Regions from separate parts of the Rattus norvegicus genome. Here region 2 is linked to region 1. A link is a contact called in public Hi-C data. All regions are on one chromosome and are shown on one strand. The core of a region is the stretch at or near the end of the contact, and the rest is flanking DNA. Distances in the headings are between cores, read along the strand shown. Region 1 overlaps Bcas3 (BCAS3, microtubule associated cell migration factor). Region 2 holds the start of Tbx2 (T-box transcription factor 2).

Region 1 (6,892 bases), core at 1,115-3,614:
GGCGATGCTTATAAATATGTGCACTATCATGAGCCTATAACCTAGCTACTAGAAAGCGGAAGGCAGTAGTATCACAAGTTCAAAGACACCCTGAGGTACAAAAGAAGACCTATTCTCAAGAGAAAAAATGCCAAGAGGTAATAGTGCATCACCCATCACTCAGGAGGCATAAGGAGGTAGATCTCCAAGTTCGAGACCAGCCTGGTCTACAGAGTAAGTTCAATGATAGCCAAAGCCACACACACACACGGGGGTGGGGGGTGTTAGTGGGTAGAGACACATGGCACCAAGCCTAGTGAGCTCAGCTTGATCTTTGGGACTTCTGCAAGTTGTTCTCTGACATCCACTGGCACAGTGCCATGATGTGCATGTGTACGTACATACATACATGTGTACATACATACAGTGTAAGAGAAAAATAAAGAGGGAAAATCTGAATGTCTTCAGTAATGTCTTGCCTTGTGGCCAAGAGTCAGGTAAGCAAAAGCCTCAGTGCCACTAACTCAGCATGTTGAACACTAGTCACTGAACGTTCTCTGTGACCAGCTGTTACAGAGGATCACAAGGTGTTTTTCTAGCTGAGTAATTAATTACATACTGAATGCCTGGACCTGAAGGACCTTCTCAGCTCCTAGTACCCCTAGCCATCCCTCAGCCAGAAGTGCCTAGGGAGATGGAGATCCCATTTTCTCAGGACTTCCTTCTTTCAAAGTAAAGATGGGTTTCTCACCGAACGATGAAGGGATATATAGCCCCCATTCTTCAAAAGTAAAAGGATTTGCTCACTGCCTGTCTGTCATGGGTCATTGGTTCCTCCTTACCCTGAAGAGAGAAGGGGAGGGTCATTGAGGAGACCTTCTCATGTCCTCAGAGGATCCCCTCAGCTCTACCTCTCTCTCTGTAATCAAAAGCCATTGCCTGCTTTGGTTGTGATACATATGGTCACCAAAGGTCATCTCCCTATTCCTTGTATTTGTGATTGAAGGCTGTTGAAATCCAGTTTCAGGGTATGAACAAGATAGCTGCACCAACACAGGATGTGAATCCAGTTTCCCAGCAACCATGGACAAACCTTGTTGTGGCAACGTGGCCCTCTAATCCCAGCACCAATTGTGGGGTTTTCTAGCCACCAGCCTTGCCAAAAACTGACAAGCTCCAGATTCAGTGAGTGACTCCATATGGAATAAGGCAGAGAACAACCAGTGTAGAGTTGCAATTTCTTCCTCTTCACATATACATGCTATGCGTATGATCACATCCTCATACACACGTGTACCACATACATATGCACACACTGTAAGTATATTTGTTAGGTATGTGTGTGTATGTGTTCTTAAGGTGCTCCAGAGATCGCCCAGTGGTAGTCCAGGCACAAGAACATGTGTTCAGTCCCCATAACCCATCTGTGAAATGCTGAGCATTGTGGTAACCTTGCCCAGGGGAAGCAGAGACAGAGCTCTGTAGCTCACTAGCCAGCCAGTGTAGCCTACTCAGTGAGTTCCAGGCCAATGAAAGGCTCTGTCCCAAGCACAAAACAAAGCAGGTAGACTGCTCAATCCCTTAGGAATGACATAGGTTGTCATCTAACCTCTGCGCACACAAATGTGCACTTACACACATGCAAATCAGTCTATGTTAAAAATAAAATATAGCCAGGTGGTGGTGGTACACGCCTTTAATCTCAGAACTCAGGAATCAGAGGCAGGTGGACAAGCTCAAGGCCAGTCTTGTCTACAAAGCTAATTGCAATACACAAAGAAACCCTGTCTAAAAGGATGATAGATAGATAGATAGATAGATAGATAGATAGATAGATAGATAGATAGATAGATAGATAGATGATAGAAAAAAGATATGGATGTTGTAATACATACATGATGGATGGATGGATGGATGGATGGATGGATGGATGGATGGATGGATGGATGGATAGATCCATAGATATGGTTTTCAGTACTGGGAGCCTCTTCTCTGGTCTCTTTGACTTCATTCCTCCTGTCTCTGGCTGCAATTGTCCTGGTATCCAAGTTGACCCCCTTTGTGTTAGCCTCCCTCGGATGAGTAGCTTCTGGAAAACTAATGTGAATTGAGTGTTGCTCCCAGTAAGAGCAGCAGGCTGAATAGCATGCTGTGCCAGAGTAAAGGTGGCTGGGGAGAGCAGGCAGGCTCTCCCAAGGTCGGTCTTGCATAAGTGCCTTGGTCTAGTAGAAATTTGCAGTGTTAGACTGAGGATGTTCTCTCTTAGTTCATCCCCCCCCCCCCAAAATGCCCCTGACATTTCAGCCAAGGGACTATCATTGTCTTCATAGCCGTCTGCTCCCACACAGAAAATGCTGTGATCAACTACTCAACAGTTCCTGTATGACTCAGAGTATGTTTGCTGGGTTAAATGTTTGGGCATAGGTTTAAAGAGAAAGCTGCCCACCAGAGCAGGGCCTTGGCATCAAGAGTGTTGCCAAAGACTTGACTATAATCCATTTCATTCACTGTTACAGTTTGCTGTGTGGGTGTTTCCACAATGTGGGAAACTCACTTCATTGAAGAGTCTGAATATTTTGTAAGGATGTGAAGATTATGAATACTCTCTGAGACCATGAGGAGGAACAAAGCAGCTAATGTTAGTAAGAACTGGGATACTGTTGTTCTCCACCATTTGTAGGACTCAATAAGAATATTCTAGACTTGACAGATTTATATGCTCAACTTGCTCCTTAAAGATTGTATATATGGTAACCTGGGAAGAGCTCTGTTGTATGGGAAACGCATCTTTGTTGACACTTAAGTAGTTCTAACATAAGAAGGTGCATCAATGAAACCAACACTATCTAGAAAGAAGAAAGTTCTTTGTCTTGAGCTACCTGGACTCATCTGTGGTGGGAGCATGAACACCATGAGGCAGCTGGAATGTCAACTTTACTGCTGTGACACAGTGAGACTGTGGTGGATCTCCAGGTTCAGGCTCAGCACCTCTTGTAAACCACCGTGGGAAACGTATTGGCTTTGTGGTTGCCCCTTTTGTAGCCAGTAGCATTTGGCTGGCTTTGTTTCTCCAGGCTCCCTCCAAGAGGTTTACCAATATCTCTATGTTCTTCACCCGCTTCTTGTCCCCATTCTTTCCAGATGGGTAATCCCTGCTTTATTGTATGTGTACAGGTGCTCTTACATTCAGAACAGAATCCTAGCTCAATAGAAATGTCTTTGATGCAGATTTGTCTAACCATAGGAAATTTAAAGCAGGCTAGTGCCATGACTATCTTACCTCAGGTTTCTGCAGAGGATGTTTCTTTTTTGCTGTTGCTTTATTTTTCTTTATTTGAAATAGGGGTCTTACTCTGTTGGCGCCAAACTGGCCTCAAACTCATTATGTGGCCCGACCTGCTGTAAAACACACAGCCCAGGCTCTCCAGTGCCTCTCGGTTTTTAAAAAGTAATGAACATTGGGAAATCATCATTATAGACAGAGGGACAGAGAAGAGATTAAAATTCACAGATTTAGAGTTTTCAGGTTATGGTTTAATGCAGCATGGGTGCAGATCTGGACTCCCAGCAGGTAGGAAGGAAACAGCCAGAAGAGAATTGAATGAGGTATTCAAGTCTGCCTCTGCCCTTCTGTAACTGCCCCAGTGTTACAAGAAAGACCTGAACTGATGTGGCAGGAGGCAGTGAGGACCAGTGAGGAGGGAGGGCAGCGGAGACTCCCAGACTGGAAGGCAAGGAGAGTAGGGGCCTCCAGTGATGGCTGAACTCAGGAAGTTCTTTGAGAAATTCTGTAAACCTCTCGAGGCTCCTTCTAAAGCCAGTTCCAAAGCTTATTCCAACTATAGGGACATTTTAATAGACTGTCTTTAGAATTAACTCATTAGTGGCTTTTCTGGAAAAGGCTAAAAGGTAAGTACTCAGACGAGTGTGCCCTGATAACTGTGTGCTAACGGTGAGCAGCATCTAGCAGGAGCCGAGGCGTTGGCTTCATCTCAGACTTCCCACCTGCATGTACTTCAGGCACAGCCCACCCTCAAGAAACAGCCCACACAACGAACGGTGAAGTGCCTTCCAGTAACAGATGGAAATTAACGGACTAATCGGGAGAGCTGGAGAGCTGGAGCAGATAAGCAGAAAATATAAGTAACCAGGATTAATTTCACATATTGTCTATTATTCTTGTTCCCTTAATCAGTCCTTGAGTTGATCTAATTCTTTTCAGCTTAGGGAGCTGGCTGAGCTCCCTGAGAATCGGGGACAGGGATAAATTTCACCTATACCCAGTGCTTTAACTCTCATGAGAGGGAGCAGGCATCTTCTGGAGTGCAGTGGTAGGAGAGGCTGTGTCAGGAGTCACCGGGATCACAGGACCAATACAATAGCTAGCTTGTTGACTCTTGCCCTGAGTAGGGAGCCTACATTCAACACTTCATGTCTCCATTATTTTCATTTTTATTTACTTTTCTGCTTATTTTATTTTTGAGATGGGGTATTGCTGTGCTGTCCAAGTTGTCCTTGAACTCCTTGGCACAGGCGGTCCTCCCACCTCAGCCTCCTGAACACTTGAGACGTCACTACGCCCTGTGTTCAGTCTCGTGTTTCGGGGAGCATCTAAACTAGAGGACACGTAGTTCCCTCCTAGGTCTTTAGCAATTTTATTGATGTATCACTTGAGATCCCTCTAAGTGTCAGACCCCTCCATGGAGTGGAGCCAGCATCCCCTGTGCTGGTGATGCCGAGAGGTGCCTCTTTACGTGGGTTTAGGGTACTCAATGGCAAACTGAAATGGCTATGTTTGAGGTAAGGATGGAAGTGTGCCTTCTGTACTCCGTCCTCACATTGTACTAGCCCGTCAGTTCTGTTCACTCAGGCTCCAGCCATCGTAAATGCCATCTCTAAAAGCAATAATTTTCAACCTGGACTCAATACAGGAATTTCACAAGGATTCCAGAAAGCCCCCATTCCTAGTGTGCACTCAGGTTGATTTGTTTGTTTAATGTGTTTGGTGTTTTGCCTGCATGTGAATATGTGTACCACGTGTGTATGGTGGAAAACTACCATTAGCTTTTAACAATGTCTTCCACATTGATGATAGGAAAAGTCTAGATTCCTAAAAAGAATAGATTGCTTTTCCACCTGGCCAGCTTCCAGTCTCTGTGATGGTTTGGAAGCATTTGTGAGGAATATTGTGCTCAGAAGTTACTGTGGCTCAGACAATTTGGCTTGCCCCCATAATGTAAATTATATGCACCCTTTCTTGAGAAAGAAAGATAAACAGGAAGTAAGAGCGGAAGCACTCTTCATCCCATCCTGGTTATTTGACCCACCGAAGGAATGGGTAAATCCTGGACACACTCCAAATTTCCACATTTTTATTCCATTAGGTTTTTGTTTTGTTTTGTTTTCAGACTTGGTGCCATTAACCAGATTCCTCGGAAGAGGGGGGTCTGCTTGAGAAAGGTTTTCCTTCATCATGTACCATCCCAGGCTGCTTTGCCTGTATTCACCTACGCCTTCCCTCCCTTCTGTTCCTTAATGTGGTTGTAAAACACCCTAGTTATATGTTCAGATGTCAGGCTTCTTTAAACATATATTGGTGGCAGACCTCATGCTATCACTGAGACTTTCACGGTTTTGTGTGGATGCTGCCATAAGAAGTCCCTGATGATTTAGGTAGAGTTTGTGGATTATCTGACCTTGTCCAAGTCGTTCCCCCTTTAATATTGTGGTTTCAGTCCATCCATGGCATCACAATATTGAACCACCCACGACAAGGAGAGCCCAGGCAATTAAAGGAGGAAACGTCCAGATTAAAACTGGCTTTACCCTCATTGGTTTATCAAGCCTTTCTCCATTTCTATCCTCTCCTATTTCCCTGTGGGTGGGCCACTGTGAATCCATTACTACAGTGGCTACTGCTAGTAACATTCCAAAAATCAGGCCATGTGTTAGCTGGAGACTTGAGACTGAGGATTTTCTTCAGATTGTTGCGATTAGTTTAAATTCTTGTAACAAGGTAGAAAATAGCCCAGCTTTTTTCTTATTTTCTGTTCTTAGAGCCAGAGAAAAGGGCCTTTTGCAATGCTGGGCATTGAATTCAGGGTCTCTCACATGTTGTGCAAGTGTTCTAACCAGTGAACTGCACCACCCAGCCCAAGAAGAAAAGACTCTTGAGACCTTCATCTGCTCAGTGTCTGATAAAGTTTATGGAAATACACTCCTGCATGCAAAGCTACAAAGAGAAGTTGCATTGCATTTTCATTATTTTGCTACTGGTCACTTCTCACTAAAGAGGGTCAGCATCAGGTCTGCCCAGTATTTGAGAAAGCCTGGCATTTTTTGTTAGGCAAGAAAGATGTCCGGCTGATAGGCTTAATGTCTTCGTTCTATTCTCCTAATTTGTTTGTGATAAAACAGCTGCTTCTTGGGGACTGGAGAGATGGCACCACGATCAAGAGTACACATGCTTCTTGCAGAGGACCCAAGTTTGGTCCCCTGTACACACATCAGGTAGTCACAACTGTCTGCAAAACCCCCATCCCCAATATATACAAGTGCACGTGATTTTTATAAAATCTTTCTAAAAAGCCACCTCTTATATTATGTGATAACATCTCAGGTCTCCATGTGCTGTGAGAACAGGAGCTCAGCTAGGATTGCCATGGGTCCCAATGTACCTATGCCCTGGTTTCATTTGTTGTGCCAGGGTGGATATGTCCTTCCTACTACTTCCTGCCCCAGGGAACTTAAAAAAGAATTACTACTGTGTGTGACTGACTGTCCTGTTGTTGTGTTAAGATACCTCTAGACAGACCAGCTTGAAGAAGAAGGTTCATGTTGCTTTACCCTACCAGAAATGTAATGTCTGCAGTGGCAAGGAAAGCCCAGGACGAGCAGGAAGTGACTGGTCACA
Region 2 (7,268 bases), core at 3,548-6,047, 150 kb after region 1:
AATTGTGACTGAGCCAGGTGACCTTGAGGAAGGCAAGTGACCTCCTAATTCTCACAGTACTACCTACTTATTGGGCTCCCTTTCAATCTGGATGGAAGAAAATACCTTCATCATCTGCAAAGAGGCTGCTGGGAACTGGCCACCGCACTGTCTGGTGGGAGTGATTCAGTAAAGAGCCCGGTGGTCCAAGGGCAAAAAAATCATACAGACACAGACATGAGGACAGGCTCTGTCAGAAGCATACAAAACAGCCACTGGGCTGTAACAGGATAATTTCCCAATACTGGTTTCTAAGTTCTAAAAATCCGACTAATAAACCCACTCATTCCACCCTCCTTTTGTTGATGACAAGTCTGAGCCCCAAGAAGGGCAGAGACTTTCCCAAGGTCATGGAGTCACAGCTAGTCAGCTGACTCCTGTCTGCACCTTGCTGCTCCATGGGCTCCGTCCTGTTTCTGTACGGCCACCTGAATCCCAGCTGATCTATCTGATGCCCCGCAGACAGTCCCAGACTCCTCTCACTCGGAAGTGCTCCCTGTAAACCCTCCCGCAGACCTGGTCTGCAAAGTCAGATCCCTGTGGAGGTTCTGAATGCCAGCGTGGCTTTGTGCTCTGAGCAGAACAGCAATACCACCACCTCTTTTCTAAGGAGTGGGTTTGGGATTCCGTTCTAGTTTCTCCACCTGGAGCCATGTGACCTTAGGCAAATTAACTTCAGCTCTAGCTGGGCTTCAGGATTCTCCTCTATAAGGAGAGGGACTATGAAGAGCGCTGCAGAGATGGCATGGCGGAGGAAAAGGGACCACTGTGGTCAGAAAGGTGCTCGAAGGCTACAGCCCTAGTAGTTCATTGGTAGGAGTGGAACTGCGGGAGACCCGCAAATTGTCACCGTGCTGTTCCCCAGGTACTCAGTGCCCGCAGACCAGCCCCGACCCACTATTGTAGGTGGGCCTATCTGGGGACCTTTCTCAAGCCGGTTCGCTCTTTTGAGATCCCAAACACGCACCATGTCCAGGCTCACGTTCAAGACTGGCGCCTCACTTTTCCTACCCGTTGTGTACCAAGAGCGACAGCTGCACTTGGCGGAACCAACGCTCAGGGTAGCGAGTATCTAGCAGTTTGGAGGAGTTACAGGATTCCTAAAGCTCTGGAGAAAGTCTCCCCAAATCAACAAGAACATAACCTATGTTCCTAACCGCGTGATGTCTCAATACGCAAAGAGATGCCCGCCCACCGGAGCAACTCTGTCCCTGGCAGAGACAGCTTAGCTGGGCCTCGCCTTCGCCTTCGTATCAATCTGGAAAGCAGGCAGGCAGTGGGCCACACAGGAGGTAACAGTTCCAATGCTTCCCAGAGGCTGACAAGGAAGTGGCCCCGCGGCTGGTCCTGGCACCAGACTAGGGCCACACCGTGACCAGAAGGAAGGTCCGGCAGCCCACTCTTCCCGCGTTGCCTGCCACACCCCAGCTTGTTGGCCAGACCCTGCGCTGGGTAATTGGGACGAGAGAGGCGACCGGCGAGCTGCGGCTCCAAGGAGACTGCGCGCCTGTCAGCCGCAATTTGTTTAAGTGGACGGGATAGGCTGGGCCGCCGGGGGCTGGGGTCACCGAGGCCGCGGCCCCCAGCCTGGCCAGACCCAGGACCGCGGGGGAGCCCAGCCCTACTGCTTAACCGGGCTAGCTGGCGCCAAGGCTCCAAGAGGCGCGGGTCCGGTGGAGAAGCCATGGATGGAAACAACGAATGCGCCTAGTGTCTTCTACCGACCACTTGTCCGACGCATAGGGCCACTCATGTCACCCCAGCTTTTTCCAGACACATTCATATGTCAAGGCGTGCTTAGTGCCCAGTTTTTGGCGCTCACGTGCCCCTCATTCAACTCTGCCACAGGACCACACATCCCCCAGCATTCCCGCATCCACTCCACGCGGGTCATGCGTGCAGATACCTACAGGGACCTATGCGAGACCATTCTCGATGTAACCCGGCCAAAAGATGAACCCGGCAGCCCTGCCAGGCTTGGGAACGCAGTCCCCTCTGGCCCGGGCTACTGGTGCTCGGTTTGGTTGCGGGAAGCTAAGACTAAGAACCACGTGAAAGGGGCCTGGAACCGCGAAGCCAGCGCCTGCCCGACGCCCCGGCCCAGGACTGCCTGGGAGAGGGAGGGGCGGCAGAGCGCGCGTCCCCCACCCGTCTGCGGGTCCCGGCCGATGCGAAGTGACAGGGGCCGGAGCTTTGTTGTGGAGCCTCGGCCGCCTGGCGCCAGGCGCCCTCGCCCGTGCCCTCCCCCTCCAGCCCCGGGCGGCCCGCGAGGCGCCCCCCGGGGCCTCTTAAAGAGACACGCACACTCTGCCCGGGGGACTCCCCCAGGGGCGCCTGTTCCTGAGAAGGGGAGAGGAGTGGGGGGTAGACCCAGGCGGGGGTAGGGCGGAGCAGGAGCTGCGGGCCGCAAGGCGCCGCTCAAGAGGCTGCTTGGGCCGCCCCAGCGCCAGTTTTCGATGATCCAAGGATATTCTAAGAAAGTTTGGGGATGGGTCGATAAAGAATCTTAAGAGTGGCTAAGGCAGGTTCTCCAGGTGACTGTGTGGTGGTGGGCTGGAGCGGTTGGTGGAATCCCAACCTGCCGGGGAGGCAGGGAAAAAGTGTCTGACCAGTCGCAGGTCAGGTCCTTAACTTAAGTGGGATTCAGATCCCCTAATGTAGCCACTGGGCGACAGCTGCCCGGTTTCGAGGACCAATAATTCAGACCTTCGTGTTTCAAATCTCGGGCCTAAACGGGTAGACCAGCTACAGTATGCTATCCAGGAAAAATGTCCAAAAATACATACATACTTCAATACATACACATTTTTACAAGGTACTAAAGTGCCTGATCCCACACACACAACTAATTCGGAAAGCTGACCTGACTTTGTTGTTGTTGTTGTTGTTGTTGTTCGCCTCACTAACTGCCTAAGTGTGTTGTTCAGACACCTATCTCCTGGAGGAGCCACATCCTGTCTAAATTGGAACCAATGCAAAGCTGCCATGGATCTCACACCAGCTGCGAACTAGAGCTGAAGATTCATTATGGGCAGAGAAAAAAATGAGAAAAAGCGACCTAGCCAAGAGTAAGGTCCTGAAGAAAAACCTAGTGGGGCAGGCGCGCACAGGGCTATGAAGAATTACAAGCTCCTGGTGGTTGGCTCAGATGTATAGGAAAAAAGGTCGTGGAGGCCAAACGACTCCTGCTGGTTTCAACCCCGTACTGCCGGGGGCGACTAGCTTTTAAACGCCTTTCTGGGCGGTCAGCTACCAAGTGCCCGGAGACCTGGTGTACGTAGCAGAGGGGCGAGCTGCCTGGGCCACTGATGAGCGAGCACAGGGCACCCACCATGCGAGCACAGGGCAGAATTTGCTTATACTGGTTGGGTGGGTGGGAGGGTCCACTGTGGCTAGTGCATACCCTGCCTCCCCTCCCCAACAAGCACAAGGGTCGGAGCACCAGCCATAAATGGGCAAGTGTATGATCTTTTTACTCTGGACACACCTGATTATGGCTCTCAATGTGTACGGAGGGCACCACACTGGACACAAAATACACACACACACACACACACACACACACACACACACACACACACACACACACGAAGATGCATTGGGGCCGTTGCCAGAGAGCAAACGAAGACTGATTGTCGAAAGGGGTGTTCACACATGCTGGCAGACACCTCGATTCCCACCCGCATTACTCAGCATTCCTGAACTAGGGGGCCTTGAGCTTCCAAAAGACGGAAACAAACTCTAGAGAAGTAACTGGAGGTGAAGGAAAGATGCCAGTGTTTAGGAAGAGATAAGCTTGCATCTCCAATACCGGATGCGGCGAAAATTCGTTCTGGCGCGTGTGGAGAATCTGAGTTCTAGGATCGGCTAGCGCGGTACCGCCTTGGGCTCTGTAGAAGGTGCGCTCACCTATCTGGCCCCAAGGATCCATTCCCCAACTCGCCAGAAGGTTTTGACTTAGGACCTGACACATACCTACTTTAGGCTAAATGCCGGCCTGCCTGTAACCCCAGTTCCTGAGTCTATGAGGGGAGGAGCAGGTGAGGAGGGGGGGGTCCCTTCATTTCTCCAGTGCAAGGCCGCGTCCCGCTCCCGCCCGTGCCGGCCCCATCAGGGTTCTGCCGTGGCTCCCCACTCACCGGCTCCGGCCACCTGATTTCGGCTCCGGGACCTCGGTCGCCCGAGCCTCCTGACTTGCCCGCCCACCGGCCTCGCTTTCCAGTGCCCGCAGCCTCCCTCCGAAGTGCATGGACCCGGGGCGGTGACCGGGAGTGGGGTGGGAGGCCAGGCTGGGGCGCAGGCCAAAGCGGCCGGGACTCCCGGCGCGGGAGGGAAAGGGCGCCCCCTCTCCTCTCCCGAACGTGTCAATGCTTTGCACTTGGGGCCGGCATGCGGCTAGGGGTCCTTCCCCAAGGCCCTGGGATCCGGGCGCCCCCTGCCTCAGGCCCTTTCGGCGGGTCAGATCGGCCCTCTGCGCTTTCCAGCCCTCGCCCAGGCAGCGGCCGGCGCGGACGACGAGGTGGGGGCCAGGCCAGGGGGAGGGGTCTCGGGGCCCGCCGGCCCGTCATTGGTTAATATTTTATTCTGTTGACATGTTTTCTTACTGCTGAGGCTTCCGACACCTTCTCCCTGGCCCCCCCTCCCGTCCAGAGCTTGGCCTGAGCTGTCAAAACCCCGCCCCCGGAGACCCACAATTGGTCCAAAAAGCGTAAAATCAGCAATCAAGGGGGGCCTGGCTCGTTAGCGCAGGGGATCCGAACAGGGCAGGACATGTGAGATAGTCACAGTTTTCCAGAGATCAGGACAAGATCTAACCAGTCGCGCGTGGTCCCCGGCGCCGGAGTCGGCCAGCCCAGCCCAGCCCCGCGCAGAGCCCCCTCCGCCCCCGCGTCCAGAGCCCCGCGCCCCTTGAGGTGCGCGGGACGGGGAGCCGGGAGAAGCCGCTGCCGCGCCCGCCGCCCGGGCCGTCTGTCCTCCGCGCGCGCCGCCGCCCGGGCCGGGGGTCCGAGGCGCGCGCCCCCGGCCCCGGCCCCGGCTCCCGGGTGCCTGGGCCGGATGTCCCGATGAGAGAGCCGGCGCTGGCAGCCAGCGCCATGGCTTACCATCCGTTCCACGCGCCACGGCCCGCCGACTTCCCCATGTCCGCCTTCCTGGCGGCAGCGCAGCCCTCCTTCTTCCCGGCGCTAGCGCTGCCGCCCGGCGCGCTGGCCAAGCCTCTGCCCGACCCGGGCCTGGCGGGGGCGGCGGCCGCGGCTGCAGCGGCGGCGGCGGCAGCCGAGGCGGGGCTGCACGTCTCGGCACTCGGCCCGCACCCGCCCGCCGCGCATCTGCGCTCGCTCAAGAGCCTGGAACCCGAGGACGAGGTGGAGGACGACCCCAAGGTGACGCTGGAGGCCAAGGAGCTGTGGGACCAGTTCCACAAGCTGGGCACCGAGATGGTCATCACCAAGTCCGGGAGGTAGGGTGGCCGGGAGACCGGCGGGCGGGAGGGCTCGGGGATCGGACAGCACCCACCAGCACTGGGCCGATGCACTCTAGGCTCTCCACGCTCCGGCCCTGGCGCCACGCTCTTCTCCACAGACAAGCAAACTGACTTTTTTTTTTTCGTTTGACTCCGGAGCGAATTAAAAAAGAAAAAGAAAAGCAAACACCTCTCGATTGAAATAAAACGAAAACACTCTCCTAAAGAATATTCCTAACCTTTCTGAGTCTCAAAGCCTCTGTGGCTCGACTCTGGAGGGGCTCCTCCGCCCCTTGCGGTCTCGCTTTTCTGTATCCCGGTCGGTCTCCGAGTTCCTAAGAGAAGGAACCTTACCCGGATTCTCCACCGATCACCGGAGTCCATAATGTGACTAGCATCCCGACTCCTGCTAGCTCCAGACCGACCACTTGATTCTGGCAGAGAGTTGTTGAGCCCACAGCTAGGCCTTGGAGAGAATCTTGCTTGTCCTTGGAGCTTGGAGCTCTGGACCAGTCACCTCTTGAGGCCTTAAAGCCAGGAGAAAAACACAATCCCCAATCCTCCCAGCACTGAAAGTCCAGGCCTCGGGTTCACCCTGTTCCCCCGAAATTCTAGGCTAAGGTTCCCTGATTAAGGTTCTAAATCGTTTCCCCAGACAAAGACCTTGCTAGTTTATTTCTTTGAGCCTGTCCCAATAGTTTATTTCCTCTCTACGAATCTCTGGGCCATTCAGAAAAACCCAGGGTATCTCTAAAGGGCCTAGTTTCCTTTCCTGGGCATCAACCCTCATCTCGGATCAGAGTGGAGGAAAGGTTCCCAGATCTGAGTGCAAAACTAATCCAAGACTTTACAAAACAGGGTCTGGCCGGCAGAAAGGAGATGTTTCGGGAGTAACAAACACAGGTCGGGTCTTCCTGGTAGCACTAGGAGCACAGCACAAGTAGAGGACATAGATGGGGAACATAGATGGGGAGACTTCAGGCAGGGTGTCACACCACGGGGAAGGCAAAGGGGCCAAGAAGACCCGGGTCCCAATGGCATATCCCCCTTCCCTCCCTCCGAGGCGGATGTTCCCCCCCTTCAAGGTGCGAGTCAGCGGCCTGGACAAGAAGGCCAAGTACATCCTGCTGATGGACATTGTGGCTGCCGATGACTGCCGATATAAGTTTCACAACTCGAGATGGATGGTGGCAGGCAAAGCCGACCCCGAGATGCCTAAACGCATGTACATCCACCCGGACAGTCCGGCCACGGGGGAGCAGTGGATGGCCAAGCCCGTGGCCTTCCACAAACTGAAGCTAACCAACAACATTTCTGACAAGCATGGCTTCGTGAGTGTGGGCAGGTTGGGAAGACAGTGAGAACCCGGGTGCAGTTGAGTGGGTAGAAGGAGGCTAGAGGATTTCAGGAGGGAATCATCGGTTGAACCCCTGGAGCGGCCCTGTCTGAGTCACTGCTCTGTGGCCCAGGTAAGCTGGGCCTAGGCTTCCAGAGTCCTGTTCTGCAAGCCTGAGGAAAAGTATGTAGACAGTTTGTGGAAAGCTCCAGGCTGCTCTCAACCTCAGTTAATTTCTGACAGAATTTTGAGAGCCCCTCCTAGAGTCAAGAGGCAAGTGTTAATGGGTCAAGCTGCCCTGGGTCCTGTGGAGGTCACCCTGCTGAGGATGTGTAGACCCAGGGTTTGGACAACCTGCCATGGCTTCCTCCTGTAGCTAACCTTTACTACCATTAGGAAATCCAGAAATTAAATCTGCCCTCATCCAGCCTT

What was found. A called contact is a pair of places that touch in the nucleus more often than the background predicts.
Region 2: a contact with region 1 is called in a Hi-C map of Schwann cells, with 5 times the contacts expected there. The contact joins the promoter of Tbx2 here to the enhancer-like site in region 1. A contact is called at or near these places in 2 of 12 Hi-C or Micro-C datasets (Schwann cells and hepatocytes).

The regions. Positions count from the first base shown.
Region 1 is chr10:71,023,082-71,029,973 of GRCr8, forward strand. The region is part of intron 24 of Bcas3 (BCAS3, microtubule associated cell migration factor); the gene reads left to right. All of the region lies in intron 1 of LOC134480843 (large ribosomal subunit protein eL21-like), which reads right to left. Among named protein-coding and RNA genes, the nearest start is that of Tbx2, 150 kb to the right of the region's middle. Within about 2 kb of position 2,365, at least 2 of the 93 cell types and tissues checked have an H3K27ac peak or open chromatin away from gene starts, as enhancers often do. A contact at or near this core is called in Schwann cells, where this site is marked.
Region 2 is chr10:71,172,285-71,179,552 of GRCr8, forward strand. Tbx2 (T-box transcription factor 2) reads left to right here and starts at 4,798. Exons shown (of 7, transcript NM_001401806.1): 1 at 4,798-5,497; 2 at 6,564-6,831. The coding sequence starts at 5,103. The region is part of intron 1 of LOC134480843 (large ribosomal subunit protein eL21-like); the gene reads right to left.